2 separate regions of the Mus musculus genome follow, and region 1 is linked to region 2. A link is a contact called in public promoter capture Hi-C data. All regions are on one chromosome and are shown on one strand. Each heading gives the region's core, a stretch centred on a gene start, on an enhancer-like site or on the middle of the called end of the contact. The rest is flanking DNA. Distances are from core to core; before and after follow the strand shown.

Region 1 (3,542 bases), core at 836-3,335, 800 kb after region 2:
TGGAATTCTTCTGTATGAAACAGCTTATTCTTCCCTGTTTATTTACCCAGTTGTTTGTTCAGTACAGACTCATGGTTTTTATTCTTCTGGGTTATAATCCCTGTTGTTCCACTACTAATTTTGAAGTTGGAAATGTCCTACTCTTTGTTTTTATTGTGATTTAATCAAAGAAACAAATAAAACATTGAATCATTATTTGATCTGAATTGACCACAATATTATACTATTGCTGGACAGTGAGTATCAGTCTTAGTGTACTGCAGCCACGTTCCTTAGTTAAGTTACATAAAAAAAGAGAACATGATCTCATCTTTGTCTTTTCTTCTCTTCCTGAACTTGGTTATTCTGCCAAATTAGTCAGAAAATCCCTAATGACAGTAAAACCCTGGCAGTTACAAATAGCAGTCCTTTTGTGCAATTGAAAATGTTGCAAGGTGATTGCAGATATGGAAACTTGGATGACTTCTTCTTCCCAGTGTGGCTCTCACTGCAGTTCAGGATGGAGCTTGCTGACCCCGTGAAGGCCGCTATTGTGCTGGGTTAAACTGTATTTCCGCCTATAGTGTATCACTCAGTGTGCTGATCTAAAACAAACCATCCGGTTTATCCAGCTAGTCCAAGAGACATCCACTTAGCAGCAAAGAAAAAGGTGGATTTCCTTGCACTTAAATGGCTAGAACTTTTTTGTTTAATGGAGAACATTTTGCTTAGTCTTTTCGTAAGTATTTTCCATGGTTTCTTTTCGTTTTGCTAAGACATTCAATAATGTGTAACATTTTTATCTTTGTATTTCTTACAGAGATAAAATGTTTTTCATCCCAATTTCTACTTTATCTGTTGGCCTGGAATCTTTGGGGGTTGGGAGAGAGTGTAGCTTTTTTCTGTTTATTTTTTTGAAGTTTGTGTGAGTCAGGGCCTCATAGAGCCTTAAACTGATCATCCTCTGGCCTCTACTTCCTGAGTCCTGGGATGACAGGCATGGACTTCACAGGTGTGCCATTGGGCAAGTAGAGTAGGTGACAAAACAAAGCTGTGACGTGACAAGTGCCAGGCTAGGATGGTGATGCACGAATTCTGGGGGACCCTGAACAAGGAAGCCTGCAGAAACTGGTCGTTGTGAAAAATCAGGAAGTCAAAAAGCTTGCTGTCTGGATTCCTGTCTACACGTATCAGTTTTACATAACAATAATAATCTCACTCTATAGATATTTGTGTTCAGTGCCTGCTATCTTCTAGAACCATTTATATGTATTAGTATATGTATTGAGTGAGCTCTCTTGGTTACTTAGTTGATATTAGGGTTAATATTACATTTTTATGTGCTCTCTGTGGGTTATAAAAAGAAGAAAAAGAATGATTCATTGAAATGACTCAGCAGGAAGGTGTGTTCTGCCAAGTGAGGTCAGTTCCCACATCCCATATGGTAGGAAGACTGAACCAACTCACATGACCTTCCACATGAGCGGTGACATTCGCACACCCAGTCACATACAAACATATACAACACAAATCTATAATAAATTAACAAGAAGATTATATAGGGCTAGAAACATGGCTTAGTGTTTAAAGCACTGACTGCTCTTACAGAGGACCTGGGTTCTATTCCTAGCACCCACATTGTGGCTCACAAATATCTGTAACTTCAGTTCCAGGGGATCCAGTACCTGTTGGCACTGAATGAAGGCAATGGTACACAGACAAACATATACATATGTATGTAGTATGTATGTATGTATGTATGTGTATACATATATATGTGTATACACACATACACACACACACACACACCCTCATACCTATAGAATAAATAAAAAAATTAAAAACAAGAGGATGTGAAGGAGGCTGTGGTGGTGCACGCCTTTAGTCCCAGCACTCGGGAGGCAGAGGCAGGCAGATTTCTGAGTTCGAGGCCAGCCTGGTCTACAGAGTGAGTTCCAGGACAGCCAGGACTACACAGAGAAACCCTGTCTCGAAAAAACCAAAAAAAAAAAAAAAAAAAAAAAAAAGAGGATGTGGAGGTGGGAGGGGACACCTGAAAGCCACTTCCTGAGTTGAGGTGAGAAGAGTGGAATTAGAGGCTGTGTACATAGCTCAGTTGGTAGGGTGCTTGCCTAGCAAGCATGAAGGCCCAAGTTTGATTCAAGCACTGTATGAACCTGGTGGGGTGGGTTGTGCCTGAAGTCCCAGCACTAGAGGTAAAGGCAGGAAGATCAGGAATCCAAAATCATCCCCTGATACATAGCAGGTTCAAACCCTGTTTTGGCTTAAAAGATTGTCTAAAAAAAAAAAAAATATATGGGGAGGGTGTGTCTTCCCAAGTTACAAAGTTTTTGTAACTAGTTCACATTTTAATCTAAATTCAATCTTAGATTTTGGGCTTGAAGGTATAGTTTAATGGTAGATCAATTGTGTAGTGTATGAAAGGTCCTATATTGATTACCCCCCTAGGGTTGTAAACGGAATATTAGATTCTATTCACTATACTCTAGTCCAGTGACTCTTAACCTTCCTGAAGCTGTAACCCGTTAATACAGCTCCTCGTGTTGTGGTGACCCCACCCATAAAATTATTTTTGTTGCTACTTCATAACTTTAATTTTGTTACTGTTGTGAATTGTAAATACCTATGTTTTCTAATGGTCTAGGCAACCCTGTAAAAAGGTATTTTAACCCCTGCTAGGTTACAACCCACAGTTTGAGAACCACTGTTATAGTCCTTTGGAAATTGATTCTGTTATGCCAGGTCTGGTAATTCACACCTGTAGTCTCTGCACTTAGACGTTTACTTTTTTTTTTTTTTTATTATACATAAATTCACTGTAGCTGACTTCAGACACACCAGAAGAGGGCGTCAGATCTCATTATGGATGGTTGTGAGCCACCATGTGGTTGCTGGGATTTAAACTCAGGACCTTTGGGAGAAGAGCAGTCAGTGCTCTTATCTGCTGAGCCATTTCACCAGGCCCCTGAAAGAGTTTTTTATTCATGGGAACTAAATGAGATAATATGTGAGAGATATATAGCAGAGTTCAGTGTAAATGTAGATGAGAACAATTGATAGCACATAGGTGCTGGAGAGATGAAGAAATTTAAAAGATTTTTTTCTAGTCTTTTACACGATCAAAATTTTCATTAGGTGTAAACTCTGCCCCCCCCCCCCCCCAAAGGTAAAGGAAACAGAAACAGCACATTTTTTTGTGTGAAGCAGTGCTTTGTTGTAGAGAAAGAAGCAGGGGAGCTACTCAACTGCAGAAGTCCCCAGGAGGCCATCGGAAGTGAGTACACAGGGAGGCGGGGTGGGGCCTGCTGTGATCCCAGCACTTAAAAAGGCAGAGGCAGGAAGATCTGCCTGGCTGAGGGCAACAGCAGACCTGTGGCCTCTTGTGCCGTTTCCCACCGTCAAGCCCCTGAGTGACATGACCAGAGAGAGGAGTGTGGGTAATGAGTGACTGGATCAGTGTCGAAGGGAACAGTTTCCGCATCTTTACTTATGGAAGGGTCTTAAACAAGCTCACTGTGTAGCGGTTTGCACAGCCAGATTTA
Region 2 (3,490 bases), core at 41-2,540:
ACAGAGAAACCCTGTCTCAAAAAACAAAAAACAAAAAACCTTCTCTTCAACCATACCTAGGAGTGATCATGTCCCTGTTTTTTTCATTCATCAGGAAGGAGGAAGGAGAGCACTTTAGGAGAGGTTTAGTTAATTATTTGGTTTTTCCAAAGTTTAAGTGTAACAGAACCCTGGCTGTCCTGGACTCGATTTGTAGACCAGGATGGCCTCGAATTCACATAGAGTGACTTCCCACTGCCTCCTGAATGCTGAGATTAAAGGTATGGGCACTATTGCCCGGCACACTACTTATCTCTCAATAAGGTTTAAATCTTAAGCGAGAAATGCAGAAAGAATGGGGTCCCTTGCAAACAAACTCCCAAGTCTGTTTCTTTCAAGGTATCTGACAAGTTGTAAATATTTAGCCAGGAGATATGTTCCTCCTTTAGATGTTTCGTCCACTTGATCTCCTAGCAGGCTATTCCTGGAGGAAATACTGATTTCTTGGGTTTTTTGTTCTTGTTTTTTGTTTTTTTTTTTTTTTTTTTGTTTTGTTTTGTTTTTAAAGTCTGATAGCCTACGAGAAAAGCACAACTGTCTCGTTAGACTATATTTATCCCTGCCAGACTGGTCAGTTGTTAGAAGGTCCGGTGGAATATAAAAGGCAGGAAGTCTTAGAATGAACGCCAGCGCCACTAGAGGAAAAAGATAACCTAAAAGGAGATAGAGGAGCAACCAACGGGAGAAGAAAAGGTCAGGATGTCCCAGCATCCCCAAGAGGGGTGTCAGCAGGGTCGGGGGAGACCAGGACAAAGCGAAGAGAGCCAGAAGTGGCAGCCTTCCTGGGTCTAATGGAGTCTGAACTGAGTGTCAGAGCACCGGTCCCGGGAGTGTATTTCTTCCTGGGTTCCCGGGCTGAAGGGAGGCAGTTATCTAGATAGGGAGGCGGTCCAGAGCTCTTTGTGTCAACTGTCTGGGGTCCCACTGGGCGTGCAGTCCCCAAAGGCCAAGGAGGAGAAGGTGTGTGTGGGCCCGTTAGAGCTCCAAGCAGCAGCATCCTCACGTGGAGCCCCAGAGGCTTCAAGTGACTGCGTGGGGAGCCGGGGAGTGTCCATCCCAGGTGAGGGTGACCGCACCCCAGTCACAGCCCGCGGGGAGAGTCCGGGCGCGGCCTGCTGGAGGCTGCTCCGTAACGGTACGCGGATCGCCCAGGGCCCCGGCGTGCTCCAGTGCCCGGAAGCAACGCCGCCTGGGGCCCCCGCTCCGAGCCGGGTCCCCTGGCGGCGCGCGCTGTCGCGATCCGGTGCGAGTGACGTGGCGTGGGCGGGGCTTGAGCGGCCGCCGGGGCGACGGCGCGACCGAGCATCCTGGAAGCTCCGGGCCACGAGGAGGTAGCTGGCGAGGCCGAGGAGGTGAGGGGCTGGCTCCGGTTCGGCTCGGGGTCGTTCTGGTGTGCGGCCGAACACTCTTGCGTGGCCTCCGTGGCCGCGTGCTGGATGCGGGGCCGGAAACCGCGTGGGGCGGAGGGCGCGGGAGAGACGCGGCGGCTGAGAAGAGGACGCCGGGAGCGTGGATCCCTGGAGTGGACCGCCGTGTGAGGAAGACGCAGGCGCGCGCGCGGGCGCGTGTGTGGGGAGAGAGACCCCGAGGGTGGCTTTGTGAGTGTGCAAGATCCCGAGTGTAAGGGGGACTGTTTGTGAAAAACTGTGAGATGGTGAGTGTAAGGGGCCGTGTGTGTGTGTGTGTGTGTGTGTGTGTGTGTTTGTTTGTGTGTGTGTGTAGACGGAAAAACCCAGAGTGCGAGGAGGAAAACCGTGGGCGTGAGGGTGGCTCTGGAGTGTGTGCGACCCTGAGAGAGACGGAGACGGTGAAGGAGGTTTGAGTGTGAGAGAAGCGGGCGTGAAGGCTGAAGGACTGAGCCCTTCGCAGTCCGTGACCGTGCGAGCCTGGGTGAACCTCCCTGGAGCACTGAGAGGTGGCGGAGGAGGAGGAGGAGGAGGAGGAGGAAGAAGCCGTTGTGTGTGAGGAGGGCAGAGACAGCAGGGCGGGTGTGTGAATGCAGGAATGCAGCTTCTTGGGGGCTGTTGAAACCTCTGACTCCGGTTGGGACTTTTAGAGTGCTGAGGTATTGGCGTTTGGGAACACGGTGCTCTTACTCTTTTGAGTGTCTCCTGTATTTTGTCGTCTCATTGGACCATCTCATGTCACAATTATCAGGAAATATTTGGGAAATGTTCGGAAAATTTCTGTTACTCTGCACACCAAGCCAAAAGGCTGGTCACCGCGTTGTGTAATGGGTCAGTATAAATAGAAAACACCTAATTTAACAAGTCTTGGGGAACCAATCGAGATCACTGGGTTATGTGTTGGAGAGAATGCAATCTCCGCTGTTATTGGGGGGCGGGGAGAACGACCCCTCTCAGTTTTGGGCAGCTCATCTAACAGGCTATATATGCTCAGCTGTTTGGCTCCTTATATCTGAGAGCCAATCGATCTCGGATTTAAAGACTTAGGGGGAGCAGATTTTAAAGTCTGCAACTGCTTCCTGGGGTCATTTTTACTTCTTTACCTGGTGAGGTCCTTGAGGAATCTACCCAGGCTTCCTATTTTGTTCAAGTTCCATTGTGATTTCATACAGATAGCTTTTGCTTCCCGACATGGGTCTTAGGCTGTTTACTTGAGTTATATTTGATTTTTCTTTCCTGGCAAATGTGTGGAAAAATCACCACCCTGGTGGAGAGAGAAGGCAGTACTTGCCATGCAAGTGGGTTTCATTTCTAGCACCTCGAACCAAAGAGAAAAAGAGAGACAAAGATGGAAACCATAAGCCTGATCCCCTCTCCATACCCTTCCCCACTGGAGACAGGGCTTCTGTGTTTAGCCCTGGCTGGACTCTTCTCTGTAGACAAGGATGGCCTTGAACTCAGAGATCAGCCTGTCCCTGCCCCCCCCCCCTTTTTTTTAAACCAAAAGCATGTTTCATTTATGTGGCTGGTCTGCTAAGTTTCTTGGTAGAGGAAATTCTAGAGTGTGGAGATGTTCTATAAAAGTTGTGTAAATGATGCTCTTAGAATCAGGGTTTCTCTGTGTAGCCCTGGCTGTCCTGGAACTCACCATGCTGACCTTGAACTCAGAGATCTTCCTGCCTCTGCCTCCTTACAAGAGGAAATAGTATCCTAATGCTTTCTATAAGTTAATATTTTTTTGATAAGTAGCTAAGAATTTATTCTTTGTTGTAGAGATTGAATGGCCAAAACAGAGAAGTAATTCCTTGAAGTAAGGAATAATTTTCTCTTTGGTACCCGACCCATTTGTGATCAAACAACTTTAAAAAAATGTGAATTTTTATTTAGTTTGGACAGGTGACTATTACCACTCTGTTCTTTATTTGCTTTTTTTTTTTTGTTTTGTTTTAATGATTTATAAAAAGGAATCTGTAGGGTTTGTTTGTTTGGTTGGTTTTTCTGAGACCCGGGTTTCTCTCTATAACCCTGGCTGTCCTGGAACTCAC

The links. Promoter capture Hi-C pulls out the DNA fragments that hold promoters and counts their contacts.
Region 1: a promoter capture Hi-C map of liver shows a contact between it and region 2, with 3 times the contacts expected there. The contact joins the enhancer-like site here to the promoter of Slc7a6 in region 2. A contact is called at or near these places in 3 of 39 promoter capture datasets (hippocampal neurons and liver) and 2 of 115 datasets of contacts at active chromatin or transcription factors (bone marrow-derived macrophages and extraembryonic endoderm stem cells).

Annotation. Positions count from the first base shown.
Region 1 is chr8:106,971,661-106,975,202 of GRCm38.p6, forward strand. All of the region lies in intron 1 of Sntb2 (syntrophin, basic 2), which reads left to right. Among named protein-coding and RNA genes, the nearest start is that of Gm22085, 36 kb to the right of the region's middle. Within about 2 kb of position 2,086, at least 130 of the 459 cell types and tissues checked have an H3K27ac peak or open chromatin away from gene starts, as enhancers often do. A contact at or near this core is called in bone marrow-derived macrophages and liver, where this site is marked.
Region 2 is chr8:106,167,564-106,171,053 of GRCm38.p6, forward strand. Slc7a6 (solute carrier family 7 (cationic amino acid transporter, y+ system), member 6) reads left to right here and starts at 1,291. Exons shown (of 10, transcript NM_178798.4): 1 at 1,291-1,391.